Linked DNA regions of Oryctolagus cuniculus: region 2 is linked to region 1. Evidence: chromatin contacts called from public Micro-C data. All regions are on one chromosome and are shown on one strand. Each heading gives the region's core, a stretch centred on a gene start, on an enhancer-like site or on the middle of the called end of the contact. The rest is flanking DNA. Distances are from core to core; before and after follow the strand shown.

Region 1 (7,501 bases), core at 3,302-5,801:
AATTTTTTTGAAATTCTTATTTATGTTCCTAAATATGGTTTTATTAGAATATAACCATGCCCAATTGTCCCCATTTCGTCAGCAACTACCTCCAGATCACACAGCAGCAGTTAAGTAGCCACAGATACCATGTAGCTCACAAAACCCCAGATATTATTATCTGTGACCCTGGACACAAACGTTCACCAGCCAGGTGTCACAGAGCCCAGGGCAGACCAGCTCTCTGATCAGTCTTGCCTAGATGAAAGATAAAATCTAGATCCATAACTGCCCAGACTTCATCCCTCTGCTTGCTGTAGTTTTTAAAGCCTGTGCACCACACTTGTGCAATGGTACAAAAGAACCCAGGCCGACTGCATGTTGCCCCTTTGCTGTTTCTCCCTCTGTAGTTTCCCTACATAGCAAGATGCAGGGCGCAGGAAAAACAACAGTCGCCGTGCTGGATTTAAAAGCATTTAATGACATAGCATATATTTAACAGATAGGGCAAGAGTTGAGAGGTACAGGTCGTACAACGGAGCACCAGGCCTGAGCGACCACTCCCTGGTCAGGCCCAGCCTCTGGAGTTCATTCCTATCAATGCCGTTTTGATTGTGCAGTCGGATGAAAATTTGTCATTACAATAGTTACAGTGACAGAAATGCACACTATGTATCAAATAGCAAGGTAATGAAGCAAATTATAACACAGTGTGGCAACGCACGAGCAAGTAACCATTAGAGTAACATTACTTTGTCCAGTAAATGCTTTAGTTCCACTTGTACACTTACCAATGATTTAAAGGGCTTATTATACATCTAGGTTTATTATACTTTGTACTAGAATTATCTCAAACATACAATATAATGTATTTCAGCAAAAAAAAATTGAAATTACAGATTATTTAAAACAGTATCAGTTTTCTATTCCTTCTTGTATACCGACATTCTTAACCGTCGTCAGGGTTGATGCAGAAAAGCCGCATGTTGTGTGTTAGTAAGTGATGCCAGATACAAACGGTTTGGTCTGTAGAGTTATGGAGAGCTGCACTTGTGGCTGCAGCAAGATCATAAGACACGATCTGTTTAATAAAGGTTACACCCACCACGGGCACTTCTAAGCGTCAAAACTGAGGGTGACCACCGGAAGTCAATGGAAGAGAATGGTGTTGGGAAACTGGTACATGTTGTCTCTGGTGAGCACAGGAGATACTGGGTAAGCACCGCTGCCTTGCATACCAACAGCACTAGAGGCGGGTTATTTCCAACACAGCCTCACAAAATTGAGGAACAGTTTTAATATTGAGCTCTAATCTATATAATTTCATTTTTTTAAAAAAAAATCTGGCCTTCCCTCTGCACCTCAAACTTTTATAACTTGGAGATAGAGTATTTAGGTGTATTTCCCTTACCCTCCCTCCCCCCAGAAATGCTCTATAAATTAAAAAAAAAAAAAAATCAACCACATTGAGGAACATTAGGCACAGAGAGTAATGTGTTGGTTCTGAGCTTGCATGCTGGAATTTCACTGAAAAGGTAAGAGAATGGCAGGATGTGAAGGGAAGGAGTTCATTTCTTTTTGCCAAAGAGGCTGAACCGCTTCTCTTTGTCTTTTTCTTTGTCCTTCTCCCGCTTGCCGGGACTGGACTCGCTGGTGATGGTGACGCTGGTGGGCAAGGTCTGTGCCCGGCTGGACGCTGGCGTGCTCTGGGTGCTGGCGGACACTTCGTGCTTATCCAAGGAGATGGCCGAGGAGATGGCCTGGATCCACGTGTTCATTTCCTCCTGGACAAAGGAGGGGACACAGGTGAGACTCAACCACGAGGTGTGGCTGTGAGGTGTCCCGGCCCCACCCCGGTGACCATCCCAGCCTCCAGTGGCCAGAAGGCTGGGGACTGGCATGTCTGGCTGAAGGTGAGCAGCCACTTCTGGGCACTGCCTGAAAAGGCACCTCTGTTTTGTCAGAGTGAGCAGAGTGAACACAGCCCACCTCCCATGAGAACTCACCACTCTAGAATGCGGTCCTACAGATCGGCCAGAGTGGGAAGACAGGGCTCACTTCTCGGGTGTGGGGTTCCACGTTCTTTCAAATTTCAAGGGTTTTTCGTCAACCACCTCATGGTGGAGGACAACCATGGAGCACAGCTAGTTTTCGGCAGCAGAGGGCGTCAGAAGCCATGCCAGCCCTGGAACCACCTCACTGGGCCTCCTGCCCCAAGACTGCGGGCAAGGTTCTCCTCCCTCAACTTCCACCGATTCCGCACTCTGTCCTCCCTCAGCAGGGGCACAAGGTGACATGCACTGCCTCCTAGAGACAGAAAGGGCACCACACCTCCAGTGATAGTGACAGCGGAGGCCAGAAGACAGAGGCCATCTCTGCTCATGAAGCATACGAGTATGACGAATAAAGTGATTATGCCACCAACACCGGCAACATACTCCTAAATATTTGAGAGAAATGAAACTAAAAAACTTACATCATCTTTGGCTTGGAAGAGGTACTCATTGCCGTCATTCAGTCTGCAATTCCAAGGAAGAAAGTCAGCTGTGATTTAACTTCAGAAAAATAGAAGCCCCCAGCTCTCAGTGCCTCAGTGGGATATAAACAGGCCCTAGGAATCCTATCAGAAGTGCCAGAGAGCTCTGTACATGTCACCACATCTGGGGACCTGCACAGACCCAGCGACAGTTCCCTGGACAAGCAGCCATACAGGGGTGTGCTTGGCACAGTGGTTAAGAGGCACTGGGGACACCTGCATCCCACATCGCAGTGGGATGGAGGTTTGGCCTGGTGGTTAAGACCCCAATGTCCTAGAACAAATTTCCTGCTCCAGCTCGTGATTCCTGCTTCTCACCAACGCAGACACTGAGAGGCAACCACTGATGCACAAGCAGCTGGTTCCCTGCTACCCACACGAAGACCTAGACTGAGTTCTTAGCTCCTGGCTCTGGCCTGGGCCCAGCCTTGGTCACTGCGGGCATTTGGGAGAGTGAATCGAGGGACAGCAGCTTTTTCTGTCTTTCTGTGTTTCAAATAAATGACTTTAACAAAGAATGATGAGTTCTTTTGAAATTCTGCTGCTGAGCTTGGATCCTCTGTTTTGACAGGCAGAGTGGACAGTGAGAGAGAGAGACAGAGAGAAAGGTCTTCCTTTTCCGTTGGTTCACCCTCCAATGGCCGCCGCAGCCGGCGCACCGCACTGATCCGATGGCAGGAGCCAGGTACTTCTCCTGGTCTGCCATGGGGCGCAGGGCCCAAGTACTTGGGCCATCCTCCACTGCACTCCCTGGCCATAGCAGAGAGCTGACCTGGAAGAGGGGCAACCGGGACAGAACCCGGTGTGCCGGCGCCGCAAGGTGGAGGATTAGCCTAGTAAGCCGCGGTGCCGGCCTGGATCCTCTGTATTTAAAACTTAATTCCATGATCTCTGACATGTAGAAAAGGTCTCCTAGGTTTTTCTTCTCATGCATTTCAGAATAAAAGCAGCCACATGTGTGAGGCCACTGGTATGACCTGAAGAGGTTCCTTCAGCTACTGCGCTACTGTAACGAGATGAGGGCATCGCTGGTGCCACAGGGGATAACGCCAATCCCGACTCTGGGGCTGCATCACGGGAGCACAGGGAGACAGCAGCCAGGAGTTGGGCTGTCTGCACCTTGTCTGACAAGCCGGAAAGCATCCCAGAGTCTGGAGCACCCGCCAACAGCGTTCGCGGACAGAGCTCAATAAATCATGCCAAAGGCGTCACTCTCCGTGGAGTCCTTGGCCTGGTTACCCGGCATGAAATGCAAACACAGCTGAAGACCAGAGCTTTTTCAGATCTCAGAGCTACAGAGCAAACCAGCATAAACCACGGTCACATTCTGACTGCTGAAATGTTTACTTTTTACATTTTTTAAAGATAGGATGATTTTTTTTCCTCTGCTTATTTTCAAGGGTGAGGAGAACTTCTGAGCTTGGATCTCCTCTGTGGGGATGTGATGCATCCCAGGGGGAAGAGACATGTGGGGCTAGATAATTCTGGGGGCAGCTGGAGCAGCCACTGGGAGGCAGGTGGCAGAGGGGGCCTGGGCCCCACCCAAGCATTTCCTGTTTGTCTCCATCTGTCTCCGTGATGACTCACTTGACCCACTGCCAGTTCACTCATGAGCAAAGAACAGCATTTCCTGGGTCTGGATAAGCAGAAATGATGGAGAAATGGTTTTTCTAAGCTTCCCTTAAACTAGGAATTGAGATCATCTTTAAGTCTTAGGAAACAAGCCCTGTGTTCTAGGTAATAAGAACTCAAGTTCCCTCTCCTTCAGTCTCAGCCGTGCTTTAAACCACAGGGGGCCAGTGGCTGGCTCCAGTCCCCAAAGAATCCAGCGACCTTAACAGCAATCTGGCTGAACCTGCTCCACCTTCTTGGGAGATCTAAAACAGCTCAGAGGTGACCCAGCTGAACACAGGGTACCCATGGGAGAAAACCAACCCTGAGGTGGAAACAAGCCCAGCCCTGGGCCCTAACAGCTGTCACCTTAGCTTGAATACGTGTTTCTTCTTCTTGTAATCGAGGGCCACTTCGCACAGGGCTTCCTTCAAGCTCACGGGCACCTCGCTGTGGTAGGGAATGCCGGATGCAGCAGTCTTGGCGTCTTTGTAGAAACCCATCTCCTGGTTATTAATGACACAGTACACATTGTGCCAGGACCTGGGTGGAACAGAGAGGGACGTCAGGTGCTACCTCGTTGCCCCCTAAAGCAGTCACAATTTAATTTCCCCCTCCCCCGACACACAAAGTCCTTTGGGACCGATAGGACCTTCAGGTAAGTTAGAGGATGGTGGCCTCTGCTCCATGATATGGCAAACTGTCCTCGTACACTGATTTTACTCTAGCACCTATGTTGTCCTCCACAGGAACGGTAGTCCATTAAGAAGGCACACAGGATTCCTTCTACATGCCGGGTACAGTAACTTGCATGGGTGTGCACAGTGGTCATGGGCACCTGGGCTTACTGATGGTTAGGCACGTAGGCTTTGGAGTCAGATACAAGTTTTGGCCCCTTTTTGACAACTACTGGCTTTCCTACAGAAAGTGAGCCTTTATTTTAACCAGACATATCCCTATCTGTTACACAATAAAATTGGGGCTGGCGGGAGGTAACAAATAATATGAAGAACTACAGCACCCCCCTCCCACCTTCCACTGTCAGTCCCAGGAATCTGACACCCAGGGAGGTGTGAAATCTATGAAGCCTGTGAACACTCACTACCCTGCCACCTCGTCCTGTCCCCTGATGGGCTGATTTCCCAGCTTTGGCTGCAGTTACCTGCTCGAGGCCTTCTTGTTGTGGGCCTCCCACTCGTGCTTCCGGTTCAGGAAGCCTTCCATCTGCGCCGAGGGCATCTCCTGGGTCCTGGCTGGTAAGGTGGCAGCACTCTGGGGCGGGAGGCCAGTCTTGGCTTTGCGATCAGAGGTGGGGGAGGGGATGGGACTGGACTCTTTGGAGCTCGTCCTCTGTTCTGCAGCGCCATTGACCATTTCGCTCGTGTCTGCCGTATCTGCCATCTAGGGACAGTGGAGAAGCCGTTCAGCTAATCCCATGAGCCACAGCGGGTGACCACATCCGTCCTAACTGACTCACACACGTGGCTGTGTATAAATGCCTGGCACAGATCGAGGCAGTACAGTAAAACCATTGCACACCCCACAAAGCCAGCTGGACACCAAGGACATTAGAAGGTGGGGGGAAGGATTAATACCCGCCCGTTTACAGGGAAATGAGAAAAGCGAAATGCCAGTATGAGTTTTACTGCACTCTACTCCTCTGATCAATCCATTTTCTCTACCGTAACTCAATCATCTCCTCTTAGGGTTACTTTAGAACAAAAGGACAACAGTTAACAATCACACGCATTAAATAGGAGAGAGTAGACGTTATACAGCAGCCACCTTACACCCAAGGATGCCACCAGAAGGGCTGGAAGTTGAAGCGAAAGGGCATTCACAAACAGATCGATAGACAACTCTATCAAGAGCTACACGGCATTCCCCCGGAAATAAGACAAGGAAAGACCTCTGGGATCTGAAAATGCTCTCTGGTTCTCCTCCCCCAGCCCTCAACACATTGTCAAAAACACATGCAGAAATTAGGACGACAGTCATGCATTTCACATCTACCATCCCCGTTAGACTTGGGAACGGAAAGAGCTGGAAGGAAATGAGGCAAGTCAACAAACATCAATTGAACCACATCTGCCCAAGTTGTATCGTGAGTGGGTTGTAGTTTGTGTTAAAGGAGCTGGAAAAGCCAATCACAGTCACTCAACACCACACAGCTATTTACCCCCAAACAAAGACAGAACCAGGGCCTTCCCCATCACGGGTTGGTTGATCACGGTGCCTTGCTGCACTGAGACGAGAAAGCCCAGAGCGAGCCGGGCTGCCAGTGGCTCTGACCCTTCAGGCTGCAGACGTCTTCGGGAGCGTTCCTTTCCAAGCTCATTTAAAGTGTAACCCTCATGGCTTTTTCGGCTTTGGACATGTAGTAGGGTCTTGATTCATTATCGCTTTCAGCCTGTGTACCGTCAACTGTGTACCATTAACCGTAATAGCCCCTGGCTGATAACACCCAGGGCGTGGGATTAGCGAGTTAACTAAAGCTGGGTGTGGCTGACGCTTTAGTGGATTACAGACAACCTGCACCCCTCACACACGGACAAACACGGAGGTGTCAATGGCACGCTCATTAGATACGTCCCCCACCACTGCTGCCCAGAACCAAAGTGGCACCAAATTAGCGGCAACAACTTCAACAGGATAAACGGTAGACTGGCCACCACCACCTGAACACTCAGAGCTGTCAACCCTTGGGAGCTGCTGCTCTCGCTGAGGTCTTATCTGCACGGATGGGCCCAGTGCTTGACAAGACTGACCCTTTGGAAAAAGGGCTGGTGAAAGCTCTGAAGGGAGGGAGAAGTCCAAGCTTACATCCTGTCTATGCAAATGATCAGTCAGCATTCGTGATCAGGATGAGACTGGAGGCTATGCAATTTAAGGGTGTTTTTGATTGGAACACTTTATTCTCATAGCAACAGGGAATAAAGATTATTGGGGCAGAAAGAGAAGGCAGGATGTATGTGGTGTGTACTTGTGTGTGTCTGGTGTTGTGACCACCCTGGCCTTGCAAATGATAGTCTGTATACACATGCCTAAGAGCAGTGGGCTATTTAAATATCTCTGTCTTTTCACTTTTAAAGGGAGAGCTGTAAAAGGGGAAATAAACCAAGAAACAAAATCCTAAACCAAAAGAATGTGAGTGGATTTTCAAGCTGACACATTTCTTCTAGTGTGAGACTTGAGGACACTTCTGGTGAGGAGGAAGTGAATGTGGTCTGGAAGGCCTGAGCCCAGGTGTGAGTCCAGAGAGAAAATGGGGTTAGTATATACAGAAACCAGGCTAAAAAAAAATTTCATGCTGCAGGTTTGACTCCAAAACTGCTCGTGACAGCAATGACCTGGATACATATGTTTACTTGGAAA
Region 2 (7,501 bases), core at 3,433-5,932, 140 kb after region 1:
AAGATTCAGGAAACAGAAGGGGTTAAGGTACAAATCAATCCATAGCCCAAGCCAGAATTACGATTTCCATAAGGTTCCATAAGGTCTAGAGTAAATTCTAGTTTATCAGATAAATCATTCATTTAGGAAAGTTCAAGAAAGATCTTTAATCCATCTCTACTCAAGACAAATTATCCTCAGGCAGCTGAATAATTTTCCTATAGCATTTAGTTGGCTGCGTCTCCAGCATCCATTCCTCTCTTCCTCCTTCCTGTCATATTCCACATTTTCTGGCCCAGCTGTTTGGGTGGGACTAACAAAACTGTCACTCAAGGTACATCCTGTTTACATGAAGTCAATCCACACATCCTAACCTTCAACCCAAGCCATGATCAATCAGGCCAGTGAGGCTGATCCCAGGACCATGGGAAAGCACACATGCTCTGTTCTACTGGACATCAGGAAGGCCTAGGTGGCCTGGGACTTGGGGCAGCCCTAATAGGAGTACAGAATAGACAGCCTGCTTGTGAACATACAAGCAAGGCCAACAAGTAGAGGGAAAGAAACGCTGTAAGTCTTGCTTAACGGCTGCATTGGCCTACTCTGTGACCAATACATCATCTTTGTCACTGAAACCACTTTGGTTTAAGTTTCCTTTTGTTGAAAAGCAAAAGACTTCTAATCAATACATTCTTTATAATGAGTCCCATTATAAAGGTAACAAAAAATGATCTATATTTACAATTAATGGTAAACTTACCTGCTTGAGTCATGACCTTGATTTACTAATCACATGAGGGCATTAGGGAGAATCATAAAGCCACTGTCGTCACTTGGAAACAATTTCCTTTGAAATCTCAAAAGTATAAATGCAGGACCTTGAATACAATCCACTTCAACTCTTGGCTCACATATGTTCAGTACTGCGGAGTTTGTAGAGTGATAAGAGCACCTCCCTGATTTTCTGTGTAACTTTTCCACGCCCGACCAGGGCCATCAGGGAAAATGTGCTCAGGTATTTGATGGCAACAAGGAATGAGAGCACAGAGAATGAGGATGCGTTCCCACCAAGGCTAATGAATCAATGGCAAACTTACCTGTTACAGCATGGCACGTGCTCTTAGCAGATTAAGTTATTGCTTTTCAGACCTAAAGCCCTTGCCTGTGACACTAACCAACCTTGGTACATATCAGCTAATATGTACAGGCACTAAGTACATAGGTTAGTTTGTGTAATTTTTATGTGTAAAATATGCTTTAACATTTTAAAATGTAATGTGTCAAAAACAGTAGTGTTCTTAGAAGGTCAGGGCAGATGTACCTGAGCTGCTACAGTGATCACCCTTGCTCTCAATCACTCTGGTCCCTGGGACTACCTTCCTCAAGTATGGAACTGACCACCTGACGACGCAGTCAGCTTGCACTTGTGAGGCACGTGTAAGCGGGGGAGAGACCATCTTCACACCGGGCACTGTGAGGGCAGGGCGGATGGTTTTCAAGAGGCCCATATAGGCCCTGGGCCCCTGTGTCCGGGTGTGAAGGAGACTTACCGGCCAGAGCCTTGATGCGGGATCGCTCAAAGAGCCGTGCAGAGCTGTTCTCGTTGTCCCAGTCATCCACGTCCCAGCGGTTGTTGACATCGCTGTACTGCTGTTGGATCTCAATGTTGTCGTAGTCTGTGGCTACGGTGGTCGTCATCTTGAACTGTCTCAGCTGCTCCTCCACATCAGCTCCTTCTTAGAGCTCTGCGAGAAACAAACAAACAAACAAAACATATTTAGATTTCCGAAGTATACAGCACTCCTGTGAAACCTACTGGGATAACAGTTGGTGCTGTTGCACAGGAAGTTAAGCTGCCACCCGTGATACCAGCAACCCATAACTGAGGGCTGGTTCAAGTCCCAGCTGCTCTGCTTCTGAACCAGCTCCTTGCTAATGCACCTGGGAGGGCAGCAGATGATGGCCCAAGTCCTTAGCAGGAGACCCAGACAGAGTCCCAGGCTCCAGAGATTACGGCCTGACCCAGCCCCAGCTTTGCAGCCATTTGAGGAGAAACCAGCAAAGAGAAGACAGAAAATTCTCTCTCTCTCTCTCTCTGATGCTTTGCCTTTCAAATAAACAAATACTACAAGAAGAAAAAGGAATAGCCTTCTTTTTTTTAAAAGAATTATGTTATTTATTTGAAAGGCAGAGACACAGAGAGAGGCCTTTCAACTACTACTTCACTCCCCAAATGTCTGCAGTGGCCAGGATTGGGCCATATTGAAGTTGGGAGCCAGGAGCTTCCTCCAGATCTCCTACATGAGTGCAGGGGCCCAATCACTTGGGCTGTCCTCTGCTGCTTTCCTAGACACATTAGCAGGGGGCTGATTCATAAGTAGAGCAGCAGAGCCATGAATAGTCACCACACAGGATGCTGGCATTGTAGGCGGTAGCTTTAACCACTATGCCACAATGCCAGCCCCATGGAATAGTATTCTAAGTAAAGGAAACAGCACAGCACACAGCAAGTTGGAAGAAGGAAGGGTTCAGTGTGGCTGGAGTCTGGTGGCAGGGGAGAGACAAGGGGACAAACCAGGGAGGAAGGCAGGGCCAGACTAGGAAGGGCTCTGTGAGTCTGTGTGTGATAGAAATATCACTAGATGTATGCTATTCTGGTGCTATATGAAAAAACAGATTCTAGAAGGCAAGGACAGGAGCAGGGATCAGCTGGAAGACAGTCCCAGAGATGGAGAAGGCCCAGCCTGTGGCCGTGGGGTAGAAGTAGTGGTTGAGAAGCAGATATGCTACATAGGAGGACAGCTGAAGGACTGACTATACCTGGGCAGTAGGGAACTGCTGGCCTGAGCCAGGCGCTGTGCTTGATTTCTATTGGTGTGGCTAAATTATTGCATATTTTAAATTTCACCACAGGGACTCAGGCTCAGTCAGGCATACAAAGCTATTAAGCTATGTCAACTGCAAACAGAAGGGGGTAGGGAACAATGACCCCTTTTAGTGGTAGGGAGATGTTCCCAAGGGAAAGGATGATATTACATTTATGATATTTTGCACCTGGATGCTCCTTTAGCAGAAGTTCCATTCAATGTGCACCAAGAATGTGCATATGGACACAAGTGAGCAGGCCTCAGCACGACAGCTATGTACCAACCCAGCAGATGACTGCCCCTCCATCTGCCACCACACAAGGACAATAAGCAAACAAAGCCACATGGACCGGAACAGAACCATTTCTGTAGCGTCGTTGCAGTATGGCTTTTCTCAAGTTCCAGTATATAAGTGCTTAGCTCCACAAGTCATATGCAACCAGGCTTCAAGGTACTTAAATGAAGCAGAAACAAATTAACTGCATCTTAAATAGAATAGTAATTGGTGGTACAGCATACAACTGCCTCTCCTCTTGTCACTGGCTGTTTTCTCACAAGCTGTGGCTGACACAGTCCACATGCTCCTGCAGGGGAAGGTACCGTATCCGCCTTGCAACTGAGCCACAGCATCTGTAACTCAAATAGTCGCCACCTTCACTCACACAGAAAAATCCTGATGGGAGTAAAATTGCCATCAAGCAGATGCAATCAGCTCTAGCCATATAAATGTATTGGCATGTTAATTTTATATTACTTTATATGCACCTATATGCAATGTATTTGTAGCACACACACACAAAATCAGAAGCCTACTCCAATAAATATTTACATGAGCTTAACAGTTACATTTAACATACAGGGGCATAATCCCCTTCAAAAAACAAAAAAGTGAAAGAAAATGAGTATCATCATATACATTTGAAGTTGGAGATGATTAATTTTCATGGTTTTATCAATATCAAGAACTTTTTATAAAATTCAGCCTTGTAGTATTCTTTCTCTAGGAGAAAAAACAGCTATTGGTCCTAAATTCTCGAAGTACAGCAAGTAGGATTTAATCCAACCCGAGGTGAAACCCAAGCACAGCCTGCCTCTCTCCAGATAAGTTTTGGCTATTTGGTGCCACCTGCTGACCGATGGAAGCAAGCCACACCATGGCCTCCAGGGCAGCTGCCAACTTGTGGCCTGATTCTGGAGCAAGCCCTTCCACCCCACTCCCACCAGAACCTCCCCTCCCACTGACCCATCCCCATCACCAACTGCTGTCCTCAAGCTTCTCCATAAGCAACTGTTAAAGCAAAGAGGTAACAGGAAGCAAAACCACCCACTAGTCTACGTACAAAAGAAATCCCGGTTATGTCATTCCACTCAAGTGCCTAGAAATTTAACATGAGGGACTTTTTTATTCCATGCAACATCCTCTGAAGATAATATCCTTGCCAAACAGCTGAGCTTTCATACAGATATAGCTGGTTTCTGAATTTTAGGGTAATTTCTAAAACCTCCCCCAAACCTCCTTTCGGGACCATGGCGAAAGGGAACTTATAGGCATCCAGTGGTCTCAAGGGAGGGGCTTGGGTTGGAGAAGGGTCAGCATCAAGGCAAGAGTGTGGGGGAGGGGTCCGTGCCACAAGAATCCCCCAAGTCCAGCATGCTACCCACATCATCATCCTCCAGCCCACTTCAACAAGGGACTGTGCTCGCTGTGAGGACAGCTGACATCCCACACTGGTGCCCAGGAAGTCATCCAGGAAAGGTTGAATTTTCCCAAGGTGCTATCAGCCGTGTGTCCCAAAGGCCAGTGGAGTAATCAGCACCTCGTAGATGGCCACAAGAAGATTAGGAGCAGAGAAGAGGGGGCAGGCTCGGCCATCCTGGGATTCTGCCTGGCGGTTCCACCACTAGGGGGAACTGGGAAGGGTTAGTGTCGCTCCCCCTCTTCGTGGAGGAGCAACACAGGACCCTGCGCTGTTCTTTCGTCTGCTCGGCCCTCCCCGGGATTGCAGCTGGTTCTTCCCGGGTTGGCTACTATCCCTTCCACCTCCGTGGAAGGGCAGTTCCCCCTGGCCACATTCCCCACTTCCGCAGGGGAGCGGCACACCGCCGGCCGGTTCTCTGGGGGGCTGCACAGGTGTTCCTTCAGCTAGATGTTCCCCATAGATGTTCCTGGTGCATGCCGTCTCTCTCCTCCTTTATAGTCCTCCTCCGCCAATCCTAACTCGGCTGCCCACACGCCGAGTACGCTGCTCTCCTCCAATCAGGAGCAAGTCCTACAGTTTATCAGTTGAACTGGAGGCAGCTGTGCGGAAGCTGTTTACTTCTCTCCCAGCGCCATATTGTGGGAGAGCAGATGCATAGAATAAGTCCTAATTCGAGCAACTTAGTCTAGTCCGGATTGCTCCCCACAGATCCCCCTTTCTTTTTATTTTTTAGCGTTGATACGCGCCTGTCTTCGGTGTCCCGCGGCACACACTCTGCTCTACTTGCTAGAGTTGCCACAGGCTCTTACAAGTCCTATCAGGCAAACCGAATCCGGGTCCTCTCTTCGCCATGTTGTGAGGAGGTTTTTAGGCGCTGATGCGTGCCTGTGTTCGGTGCCCTGCAGCGCATGCTCTGCTCTGCTAGAACTGCCTGCAGGTGTTTACAAAACCTATCAGGCAAACCGAATCCAAGCCTTCTCATTGCCGTATTGTGGGGGAGACTTATTAGTGTTGGTTTGTGCCTATCTTCGGTGACCTGCAGCTCATACTCTGGTCGAGCTGCTTGCTGGCGCTTACCGCCTTAAATCAGGCAGACCGAATCCAAGCTTAATATTGTTGTATTGTGGGGAAGCCTTACTGATGTTAATTCGTGCCTGTCTTCGGTGACCTGTGGCGCATAAGCTGCTAGCCGCCCAGGTGCTCATCGCCTCACTTAATCAGGCAGACCGAATCCAAGCTCTCACAGTGCAGTGTTGTAGGGAGGCCTTTCTATTTCTCTATTTCTCTATCTCCGGGCATTCCTATTTCTCCCATTTTACTTCTATCTGCCAACATTCCTATTTCTCTCACTTTACTTCTAAAACTTCTGTTTCTCTTATCCCTGCGGCTTTCCGGCACCTCGCCCCGCCGGCGGGTTCCCGGCTCTGCGCCGCTTCAGCCCGCGCGCCTCTCTCATCTGCGCAGCTTCCCGGCTTTGCGCGGCTCGGCTTCGCGCGCTCCGCGGTCTCCACGCTTAACCCTTTCGCGTCTGAACCACGGCCTACGCCAGCCCCGTTCCCTATCTATTCACGCCCCGTGCTCTCTCTGCACGCGGCGGCTTCCGCGAGTAACACAGCGTAGCTTACGTGTCCACCACTAGCATTCAATCTAAGTTCCCCGGGCTAGCCTGGCGAATTCAACCCAGCGTACGTCTCCGCCCCAAGGTTTGGCTTCCCGTCCTTTGCTCCCCGGGCTAATCAGACGGATCCCAATCTGGCTTGCGTCTCAGCTTCTGGTTTCAACTTTTCGCCCCCTATTCCCGGGCTAACTTGAGAACCCCAAAGTGGCTTTCGTGTCCGCCTTGGCCTGCCCCCCACGGCTTCAATTTCCCTAACATTTTTCTCTACCCGGTATGTTTCCCTAAGCTTTCTTCCAACAATACTCCTCCCTCATTTCTCCTGGCCTCTCCCCACAGTCCGCGTCCGAGTCTGTTTGTTCTAGCTTTCACTTTCGCTTTTGACCTTAGAGATTTCTCCCAGCTTCCCCCCGTAGTCCGTAGTCCGTATCTGAGTCTATGCCTAGGCTTTCAATAGCTTCTTCCGGCACCCTTTTCGTCCGGCTTTTCCCTAGGCTGTTTGCTAGTCTCTCTCTCCGGTAATTTCCCAGTTCTTCCCGTTTCTTCCCTCTTAAGTTTCCTATCCGAGTCAGGTTTCCTATCCGAGTCATGTTTCCTATCCGCCCTAGGTTTCCTATCCGAGTCAGGTTTCCTATCCGAGTCACGGCACCATTATGTCGCTCCCCCTCTTCGTGGAGGAGCAACACAGGACCCTGCGCTGTTCTTTCGTCTGCTCGGCCCTCCCCGGGATTGCAGCTGGTTCTTCCCGGGTTGGCTACTATCCCTTCCACCTCCGTGGAAGGGCAGTTCCCCCTGGCCACATTCCCCACTTCCGCAGGGGAGCGGCACACCGCCGGCCGGTTCTCTGGGGGGCTGCACAGGTGTTCCTTCAGCTAGATGTTCCCCATAGATGTTCCTGGTGCATGCCGTCTCTCTCCTCCTTTATAGTCCTCCTCCGCCAATCCTAACTCGGCTGCCCACACGCCGAGTACGCTGCTCTCCTCCAATCAGGAGCAAGTCCTACAGTTTATCAGTTGAACTGGAGGCAGCTGTGCGGAAGCTGTTTACTTCTCTCCCAGCGCCATATTGTGGGAGAGCAGATGCATAGAATAAGTCCTAATTCGAGCAACTTAGTCTAGTCCGGATTGCTCCCCACAGTTAGCAGGAGGCAAGGCAGTCTCCCGTGGATGAGATCCTTGGCCAGAGCTCAGAGAGGGCCTGGATTCTATCTGACTATGCCACCACAGGAGGAGCTCAGTTAAACAACCCCTGAATGCATAAAAGTCAGTAATACCCTGGGTGTGACATGGGTAACATCCATGGTCTTTGTGACTATATTTTGTAAAGATAGTTAAAAGTGC

What was found. A called contact is a pair of places that touch in the nucleus more often than the background predicts.
Region 2: a Micro-C map of ear pinna shows a contact between it and region 1, with 5 times the contacts expected there. The contact joins two enhancer-like sites. A contact is called at or near these places in 3 of 6 Hi-C or Micro-C datasets (ear pinna, psoas muscle and an unstated tissue).

Annotation. Positions count from the first base shown.
Region 1 is chr2:147,974,345-147,981,845 of mOryCun1.1, forward strand. SPTBN1 (spectrin beta, non-erythrocytic 1) reads right to left here. Exons shown (of 36, transcript XR_011386645.1): 32 at 6,306-7,501; 33 at 5,289-5,527; 34 at 4,496-4,669; 35 at 2,456-2,498; 36 at 441-1,763. Among named protein-coding and RNA genes, the nearest start is that of EML6, 52 kb to the left of the region's middle. Within about 2 kb of position 4,552, at least 4 of the 8 cell types and tissues checked have an H3K27ac peak or open chromatin away from gene starts, as enhancers often do.
Region 2 is chr2:148,115,934-148,123,434 of mOryCun1.1, forward strand. It overlaps SPTBN1 (spectrin beta, non-erythrocytic 1), which reads right to left. Exons shown (of 36, transcript XR_011386645.1): 2 at 1,530-1,724. Among named protein-coding and RNA genes, the nearest start is that of SPTBN1, 68 kb to the right of the region's middle. Within about 2 kb of position 4,683, at least 1 of the 8 cell types and tissues checked has an H3K27ac peak or open chromatin away from gene starts, as enhancers often do.